Linked DNA regions of Arachis hypogaea: region 2 is linked to region 1. The links are chromatin contacts, called in public Hi-C maps. All regions are on one chromosome and are shown on one strand. Each heading gives the region's core, a stretch centred on a gene start, on an enhancer-like site or on the middle of the called end of the contact. The rest is flanking DNA. Distances are from core to core; before and after follow the strand shown. Region 1 has its middle 6.0 kb from the start of LOC112697048. Region 2 overlaps LOC112697052 (OVARIAN TUMOR DOMAIN-containing deubiquitinating enzyme 12).

The links. A called contact is a pair of places that touch in the nucleus more often than the background predicts.
Region 2: a contact with region 1 is called in a Hi-C map of leaf, with 4 times the contacts expected there. The contact joins two enhancer-like sites. A contact is called at or near these places in 2 of 8 Hi-C or Micro-C datasets (both in leaf).

The regions. Positions count from the first base shown.
Region 1 is chr6:97,260,440-97,265,478 of arahy.Tifrunner.gnm2.J5K5, forward strand. No RefSeq gene overlaps it. Among protein-coding and RNA genes, the nearest start is that of LOC112697048, 6.0 kb to the left of the region's middle. Within about 2 kb of position 2,017, at least 2 of the 3 cell types and tissues checked have open chromatin away from gene starts, as enhancers often do.
Region 2 is chr6:97,357,490-97,362,528 of arahy.Tifrunner.gnm2.J5K5, forward strand. LOC112697052 (OVARIAN TUMOR DOMAIN-containing deubiquitinating enzyme 12) reads right to left here. Exons shown (of 11, transcript XM_025750038.3): 8 at 5,033-5,039; 9 at 4,500-4,556; 10 at 4,319-4,392; 11 at 3,602-4,121. The coding sequence ends at 4,346. Among protein-coding and RNA genes, the nearest start is that of LOC112697052, 6.6 kb to the right of the region's middle. Within about 2 kb of position 2,217, at least 3 of the 3 cell types and tissues checked have open chromatin away from gene starts, as enhancers often do.

The DNA.
Region 1 (5,039 bases), core at 767-3,266:
TAAATATTTATATAAAATATTTTTAAAATTTTAGTTTTAATTATACAAATTTTTTTATAATATTTTATTAAAAGAATTATATAAGATATTGATATTGGTTTAGAAAAAAGTGTAAGTAAGAGTATAATAATATTTTTTTATATAATTTTTTTAATATTTAACATTTTAATAAATATTTTAAGAATATTTGATAAAACACTTGTTAACTAATATAAATTTATTATTACCATCCGTTGACAAGAAGCAATAATAAAGTTTTGGATTTAGTTAACATGTGCTCTATTAATACAAGTTAAAATTATTAATTAAAAAATTTATTATAAAAAATTGTATAATAAGAAATATAATTAAAATTAGTGTATAAAAAATATTAAAAATTTTAAATTTACAAAAAAAGGAGAAAAAACTGACGAAGGAATTAATTTGATGCATGACATTCAATTTCAAAGACTAAATTAAGTCATAAACAAAAAGACCAATTTGGTGCATATGTAATGATGACATAGTGAATGACATATGGACAAATAACATTGTGACACGTAACATGATCAGACACGTGGCAAATAGCATTATAACCGTGATATAACCACCCATGTCAATATGCCACATGTTGCTGACCAACACGTCATCATATTATTACACGTGATCAAATCATGAGGTGATACGTGTCACCAAAGGTCGACGTCATCAAGCCATGTCAGCGTGGCGTTAACGGAAAACAGGTCAATGATTAATATGGTATAATTTTTTAATTTCAAAAACCGCAATTAATACAATTAAAATTTTAAAGATGATTTTAATACACAGCGTCAATCTTAGAGACCACTTTGTCTCATGGTTTGCAGAGCCGATGTAACACTCTTTTCAGTTAGCTTATGGGCTGTTACTTGTTATTTCACATAGAATTGGAGCTTTATTAGATCGACTATATTGGGCTTCATGAAATTTGAAAGAAGAAGTTATGAATTTAGGCCCATACCATTGACTCCAAAAAAGAAATGGTCTTTACCAACATGAAATGAAATTAGTTAAAGTAGTATGCTGATCTTTTATCAGTAATCTTGGATGAGTTTTGGTTTGGGAACACAAGAAGTCCTCGCTTTAGATTATGTTCAATCAGCACCTACTTAGTCCTCGCTAAGATTGAGTTTTGGATTTCAACCTAGTGGAATCAGAATAACCACAATTCTTGGCAATATGATGCAAATGGCAATATGTTCACTACAACGAAAACTAATATTCATTTTCATGACTGTTAGTGTAGAAAAAAAAATCATTATTTTAGAAAATAAGAGGAGTGCTAGGGGTCAGCAGATTTGGTGAGTTGTAGCCATCAATTAGCCATCAATAGTGCATTTAATGGTGTAAGATTTCATCTAATGATAGAGAATCACTCATTTTTATTTTGCTAACTAAGTGTTGGCCAAATTTTAATAAATTTATTGTCCCTAAACTTTTCCAAAAATATACAAAACTATTAGTAAACACCATTTTTTTTTATTAACGTTTGTTTATTACCGAGAGTCTATTACTCGAACCTTGAAGTTAGAGTAAAACATTTGTTTCATTTTGTAACTAAATATTTGAGTTCCAGTCCCAATCTCTATTATTTAACAGGAAAAAACCAAAATAGTATGAATCAAACAGCATAATACTGTATTAATTAGATGTTTTCTAATTTGAGAACATTATTTGCAGCTGGCATTTTCTTTCTCTTTCTCTAATAGCCTATAATTTTTATATATTATATTCAGTACAGTCACTTTAATACTGGTTAATTAAAACAGTGACCTATTACTTTGAGAAAATCTATATCACCGACTCTGAGAGAAATGTAATTTGTGTATGTGTAAGTAAGTAAGTTGTAACAATGCATTATTTGGTGATACGGTCCACACTGCACAATTTTTTGGACCCGTCCTGATCACTTTTTCTTTGTTGTTATTACTATGCACTTTTTATTCCAGAGTCCAAAAGGTCATGGTCTCCGAGATTAAAGAGTCAGAGATTGCTCCGCCATGTTTGAATTTTACATTTTAGGCAATAAAATAAGTATAAGGATGGCAAACAACCTCTACTACTATTCCTGTGGGGTTGATCACAATTTGTTTGTTTGAACAAACAAGGTTAATCTTTTATTTAGATTTTTCAAAACACTTTTTTCTTTATTAATTAATAGAAACAATAGTGTATTATTCCTTCTACTATCGATAGTTTCATTAAAATTAGTTTACAATTTGTAACATGATGGTAAAAAAAGTGAAAAATAAATTCATAAATAATAATATAGAGCTGATATATTTAGTATTATTATCTACTATTTTTTTTACATAATTATCTACTATTTAATATGGTTGAATTTAGCATTGAATATATATATTACTAGCTTATGTATGTAATACTGAATTCTTGAATTTTGGTAAATTTATAGTTAATATACATAGGCCAAAATATATAGTTAATAAACAAAGAATCATTTTATTTATGTATGGAAAGATTGGCCTGTTTGATTGCTCATAAAATTTTTGATGAGGAATGGAATAGTCTGGTGATCATTTTTTATGAGGGTTCAATAGTATCTCACTTTATATTTGTAGATGATCTCTTCTTATTTTATAAAGCAATAAAAGGTTAGGTTAAGATGGTTATAAATGTATATTGAATACTTTTTTGTAAGGTTTCGGAAATAAAGGTAAATCATAAAAAATTTTGGTACTTCTGCCTAGAGAGACATCTTTATTGGAGCATCTAGCATCCGTTTCATTCAAAAACTTCGAAAATACTTGGAATTTGACCTAGACCATGTTTATACCAGTAAAAGATGTGCCCAAGAAATCATTGAGAAAATTAAAAAAAGATTGGCTTTTTAAAAGGGTAGACTTCTTAATAGAGCCAGGGAACTATGTTTATAAAATCTGTTGTTTCTTCCATTCCAATCTATCAAATGTAAATTTATTTAGGAAAATTCTACGGTGCTGATCCATATTATCAGCATGGGATGATGATAATGCGTGGCAGTTTGAGAGTGTGACACTTGGTAATACTTCTTCTTTTTGTTAATGTTGTTTATTTTCCGTTCCATCACTTTTCTTAGTTATAATTAATGAATTTGCTAAGTATTTTTGGTTTGTGGGCTGATAATGGACTATAGTGAATAATACTTCATACGATTCCCAATAAAAAAAGAAAACATTATCCCAACTAAAAAACATAAAAAAATTTATTTGTTTAATAATTAAAATTCGCTAAATAATAGAGTTTTTTTTTAACTTTGAAATACATAAAATAGATGATTTTATTTTATTTAAGAATTTTAATTAACTTGTCTTTATCTTTTTAAATGTATAAAATATCAAAAATATCTTTTTTTTATAAATAAGTGTCTAGCAAAAATAGTTTTATCAAAGATAGAATTATTTACAAATTAAATGAGAATTTAATATATTTAACAGTAATTTCAATTCAAAAAATAGAATTCAATTCTACTTATATATTAAAATCATTCCAAATCAAGAAAGAAGAAACTAAATTCTAAATAAAAATAAATTTTTTTTCTTCATAGAATGCAATCCTTATCTCATATTAAAAAAGTTTTCACACAAAATTTTTAAATATACAAACTTATCAACTTGATAATTTTGTGTGTTGGTAATTTTGTGTGTTGATAATTCTTTGTAGATTATATCTTTAATTTGGTGTGTTGATAATTTTGTATTTTCAAAGAGTGTGTTTGAATTTTTTTTTTTTAATATGAGATAAGGATAGCATTTTATGAAAAAAATTATTTTTATTTAAAATTTAATTTTTTGATTTGGAATGATTTTAATATATATAAGTAAAATTGAATTCTATTTTTTGAATTGAAATTACTGTTAAATATGTTAAATTCTTATTTGATTTGTAAATAACTCTATCTTTGATAAAAAAAAATTTGCTAGAGACTTATTTATAAAAAAAAAAGATATTTTTGACATTTTATACCTTTAAAAAGATAAAGACAAGTGAATTGAAATTCTTAAATAAAATAAAATCACCTATTTTATGTATTTCAAAGTAAAAAAAGAAAGTTCTATTCTTTAGCGAATTTTAATTATTAAACAAATAAAAATAATTTATGTTTTTTATTGGGATAATATTTTTTTTATTGAAAATGGTATGAAGTATTATCTACTATGGTCCATTAACAGCCATAAACCAAAAATACTTAAGGGTATCATTAATCATAACTAAACAAAGTAATGAGAACGAAAAATAAACATCAACAAAAAGAAGAATTATTAACTGTCACACTCCCAAATTGCCATGCATTATCATCATCCCATGTTGATAATATGCATCAGCACCGTAGAATCTCCCATTTATTTATTACCAACTTATGCTTGTAAAAAAATAAATTGTGATGCGTCAGCTTTTGTGAAAAGGTAGGAACGAAGGGAGAAGTCTTTCCCTGTTCAAATGAGATATATTAATCTCTCCTAAAAATTTTAGAGGCCTTGGTATTAGGAAAATGCATTCTATGAATACTCTTTTGGTGGAAAAACTGTCCTGGCAGGTTCTCATTAGTAGTGCCAAATCTTGGGTTCATATTCTTATTAGGAATATATACATGAAGAATAGTTGCAGCTTAGATTTAAACATTCAAAATAATTTTTCTAATTATTGGAGAAGCATTGTCTAAGCCTTTAGTTGATTGAAGGAATGCTTCTTATGGTGTACTGGTTAGATGGAGCAATCTCTTTGGCATGATTTTTGACTCCTGTTGGCAAGCTCCGTGATAACCTCCCTCATTTCGATTGTAAAAATGAATATGTTTGGCATAATGGCACTTGACATTTAGTGTTAGAATAAATTGTTTTATAATTCAGATTACTTATATTAAACTATCAAAAATATATATCATAATGTGAAAGTGTATTTATACTTATAAAAGTGATAGAAGAGTTGTTTCAATTTTTTTCAACTAAAATCTTTTGTGATATAGCTAAATTGTAACTTTTCTGATAGAAAAGGAGCAACAGAGGCAGTTTTGTTATCTTAGG
Region 2 (5,039 bases), core at 967-3,466, 97 kb after region 1:
ATTCGGGTTCAGGTTGTGAGCCTCAACCCATTGTTTTGGGATTCCAAGAGAAAAGGAGAACCTTGGGAAGAAGTCGGAGAGGGGGTGAATTAGTCATTGTTGACGGAGGTTATAAGGATTTGGATGTTCTCTGAGTCGCAGAGCTCCTGCACTGGCGGCAGTGGCCGCAGGGTGTGGCAGAGACGACGAAGGAGGTAAGGAAGCTCTCGCCGTTGAGGAGGAGGTTGGTTACGAGGAACTATTCGGCATAGACGTATGAGAGGAAGAGGATAACTAACCCCCTGACCATTTTGAGGTGTACACGTATGCAGCAAACATCCATCTCAGCAAGGAGAGGTGCCAGCACACATGGTTATTATGACAGGTCAGCATTTTTCGTTCGGAGTTGATGAAAAAACCCCACAGGGATCGCGTTGTATCACAGAAGTAGCAGACAAGGGCCAAAGTGGATTTTTTTCGTGAGGGGTTGCATTGTCATTCGAAAAAATGGACAAGGACTGAGTCGGTAATTCACTCTTATTGTTTTTGCTCAATTAGTTGGTTGTGCAAGTAAATTTATTTCTTTTTTTCTGGTCTTGACATTTATTTCTTTTAATGACTAAATAAAGGAAAATCAATTTATTTTGCCATAGTTATCAAAACCAACTCAATCTAGTCAGTTAAATTGAAAATCTGGTCACTCGGTTTTCTAGCCGAATCAAATCATTCGTTGGACCGTCCAAACATCATACCCACCAAAAATCGGGTCGATTCGGTCAGTGCTCAGTGAAATTGGTGACCCAGAGAGTTTATATAACCCGAATCAAGTCATGTTTAAATTTTTTAATTTAAAAATAAAAATCGAAAACGGCGTCCTTTCCAGGTAAACCCCTCTTAGTGTCCTAATTTGATGTTGAGCGCTTAGTGTCTCTCTTCTCTCTCGTCTCTTTCTCGTCACTCTCTCTTTCAAGCTCAAGCTCTGTCACAGTGTTATATATTTTACTGTGGCTCTCGCGCTTAAGCTCTCTAGTCTCCGATCTCTTTCACTATCCCAATCTCGCACCTGGTCGTCATTGTCGCTCTCTGTATCATCACCGTCTCGCACCAAATCGCGCACCTTCTCTGCAATCATCATCACGGGGGGCAGAAGTAGTAGGTTTCGGGGCTGATCATTGTCATCGCTCTTTGTCTCGCACTTAGATGCGCACCTTCCCTGCGCTCGTCGCCGCTGGCAGTAGAAGTAGCAGGTCCCGGTGCTGGTCGCCGTTGTCATCTTCCTATTTCGAGCCTCGCCGTGAGCTTCCTTTGCACAACCAGAAGCTGGTATCCGGTTTGGTGTGTTCCAACAAATTTTTCTGTTCTTTCTGTTTTAATTTGGTTGCTGTAATTCATCATTGCACTTTAATTTTGTTGCTAAATGTTAAATGTATTGCTAAAATTTGTTACTAATTATCATCGTTGAACTTTGAATTTGTTGCTGTCTTACTAAAATAATCACTTAAATTAAATTTTTTGTCGTTAAAAATCATCACTAAGTTGAATTTGTTATTGATTATTATCAGTGAACCTTGAATCGTTATTATCTTGCTAAAATAATCACTTTGTTAAATTCTTTTATTGTAAAAAATTATCAATGAGTTGAATTTGTTACTGTAAGAATAGATTTGAATTTCGTTTTTAGTTAGTTTGTTAATCATGAGGAAAATGTTGATTAAGTTCTAAATTTATCTTATACATATAGATGTCGACTTTCAGAAAATATTTTATATTAGTGACTAATTTATTATCTTTTTGTATATTATTAGTTATGTCTAATACTCGATACTTGATTGTTATTAATAAATTTATGAAGACATATATTTGATTTTAATTTTATTTTTATAATTTTATATTTTTATTTAATTATAATTAAATTAACTAAATAAATTAATAATTCACCGGTTAAATGACTGGGTCAATTATCAGTTCAATTATCTTATAACTGTAAGTAGAGCCCCATTCGAGATCATTTTGGTTTTTTTTTTTTTCTCAGTTATTCATTTTATTATTTTTGTTGCTTTCGTCAATAGTTTTATTGAATTGACGAGTTCTGGCCAAAAACTTTTTGACAAGTTCCATTATAAATGGGTTTATAAAAACATTTAACCCAACGATATTATTACCTACCACTCTAAACTCTTATCATTCTCCTACTCGTGTGGCTCTCAATTGGGCTAGCCCGACTCGTTTAAGTTTACAGGTTAAACGAGCCAAGTCTATCCTGTACCAATTAGTTTTGTGCCTATAATTTAAAGACCACCTGTTCAGTCCCAGCATAATAAGAAATGAGTTGTACAAAATATTATGAGGAAAAAATTCTATTGTGATAAAAAAAAAACGCATAAACACCAACTTTGTTTAAATCAATATTGGACTAGTCACAAAAAACTATCGATATTGGACTATTGATTAAGGCTTTTTTTTATCTTTTCGGTTGCATTAGATCTTAAGTTAGAATTGGATTGAACTAACTTTTGAAGATACAATTTTCTAAAAAAATAAACGGATTATCCGTTGAGTCCCAAAATGCTTGTTCATCCTGCTTTTTTCGGGTTAATTAAATTGAGCCCGTTTAATTTCTCGTTTTACAGGTTTAATTCTATAGACAAAAATTCATTTGTTTTAAGTCGGGTAAACAGATTGATCCGACGTATTTAGTCTATTTTAAAGGTCTTACTCAAGTGTACTTATATATGATTGGATAATAAAGTTAATAAATAAATAAAATGGTGTAAAATGGAAATTTAACCGTAAGCAAAATGAAAGTTCCTAAAGTAGTTGAATATGTTTTTTTTTTTCCTAACATGTGGCATAACTGTTTACATCAATATGTTATGTTAATATGTTGTTAATGGAAGACATTCGATAAACTAACCTAGGTAACGCAGTGAAAATTAAGAATCTAGGCAATTGGAAACTTTTTGCCCAATTCAATGATATGGTAAAAATTCCGGACCATTTAAAGCTTAACTCGATGAATTATTCACATAGTTTTTTTAAGGGTAAACTATAAAAAATACATTCAAATTATTTTGGTGTTAATAAAAATATTTTCAAATTTTGTTATCGATAAAAATATTTTTAAATAATTTAAAAATATGCTAAAAATGTTTGACCATAATCAAAGATTTACTCCATTAATAGAAAATTATTGTCAAATCAAATCACTCTTTCATTAATGTAGAACATCTCAATTCACGAATGTGTAATTTGTCATATTTTAAAATGATTTAAAGATATTTTTATTGGTAATAAAATTTGAAAGCATTTTTTCTGCAATATAATTTGGGTGCATTTTTAAAAGTTTACTCTTTTTTTATTTAGTACCAATAGCTACTTTGGAATTTGCTTGAACAACAACAACAAATTAAGGCCAATAGAAAGAGGGATCTTGGCAAAAAATCGTTGGTGGGTTAGGAATAAATTTGAAGATTCATTTCTTTTTATATTGTTCGTATAAGTTGTATAAACTTATTGCATATTTATTTGCATTCCATATAAAAATGCTTCCTATAAATCATGTGACCCTACATGCAATTAAAGTAGATATATAATTCCTGAAACATAAATTGTTCTCTTGAAATGGTAATGACAACACACAACTGTATGAACATTTATTTATCAACATGAACTAATCTTATGATCAAGCAGTAATTTCTACATACTTTGGGGGGAAAAGAAGACTACTTAACTGCTATCATTTCGGTAGTACTGTATCTAGCATAACAAATCAAGATATAGTTTAATTTACAAAAAGGAATTAGAAAACAATATACATTAAAGCTAAAACGCTCTCAGTAACAACCTCCAAAGGGGTGATGAATGTAAAATATAAATGAGGGAAAAAATGGTGAAGGGAGAAAAAGACACTTCTCCCATTACTCTACTCTGTCTTCGTTCGTTCGTCTTCAGTTTCAATTGTAGCAAGTTAATTTCGTTAATTGAAAAAAATTTACATAGTTATCTTGTAGTGTATCCAAGGATGTCTTAGTCTTCCAACGCGTCAGCTTCCAAGCATGGATCTGGTAAACTAAAGTCAATGTAAATTGATGGCAGATTGAAGTCTTCAAGCATGGTGGGAGCCGGTAGGAATGATATATTGACTGCAAAACAGTATATAGACGCAGTTATGAGATGTTTTTCGTAATCGATTTCATAGTTGAAGATCAAAACCAAGTTGGAGCCAGTATAAACCCAAAGAAACTAGTTAATTTCCAAAACAGAAAATTATATTGATATCTCCCTTTTTCAAAAATTGAAAGGTGATATGTTTACTACTTATTTCCCTTATTTCCCTTACCTATAAAATGTTCATCATCTACCTCTCCTAGAACAACCAATGTTTCCTCCTTGGTGGTTGAGGCGGTGGTGCAGCTGCGAAAAAGATACGGAAAGAAATCAGCAATACATTTATTTTATTCAATACCCAACAGAATTTAAACTACATATCCGAAGAAGGACAAGATTGTAAGGGAGAAAACCTTGAATTGAATAGAGTGAGTTGTAATGAACCTCAGACCAAAAGCTTAACCACAACTCTGCATCATTAAAAAATGAAGGGAAATAAATAAATAAGAGGATACTCCCATTGACAATGTCAACATAAAATGTCAAGAAGTTTTTAAAGTTCATGTTCAAATAACATCTTGAGGATGCAAGTGTTCGTTTGTTCCAGTTGAATTTCATAATTCACATGAAGGTCTGCAAATTCTCATGTTTGTTCTTTCTGTATCTAATCTTGGTATTTTTGTTTATTTATTTATTTATTCTGCAATTCTGTCCCACATCATTGAAAAATGTAAACTGGTTTTGGAACTATATGTTACTAGATTTAAAATAATTTTAGAGAGGGCCATTTACAACAATTCTAACGCACTTCCCTGAAACTATGTATTAGAAAATTTGAAAAAGTTTTAGGCTGATTTCATCTCGGTTAAGATCTTGATGTACATATTCCTGTAAACTCCTAACCAATTAAAGTTATTGAGGTGAACAATAATGATGACAATCGTACCGCGTTT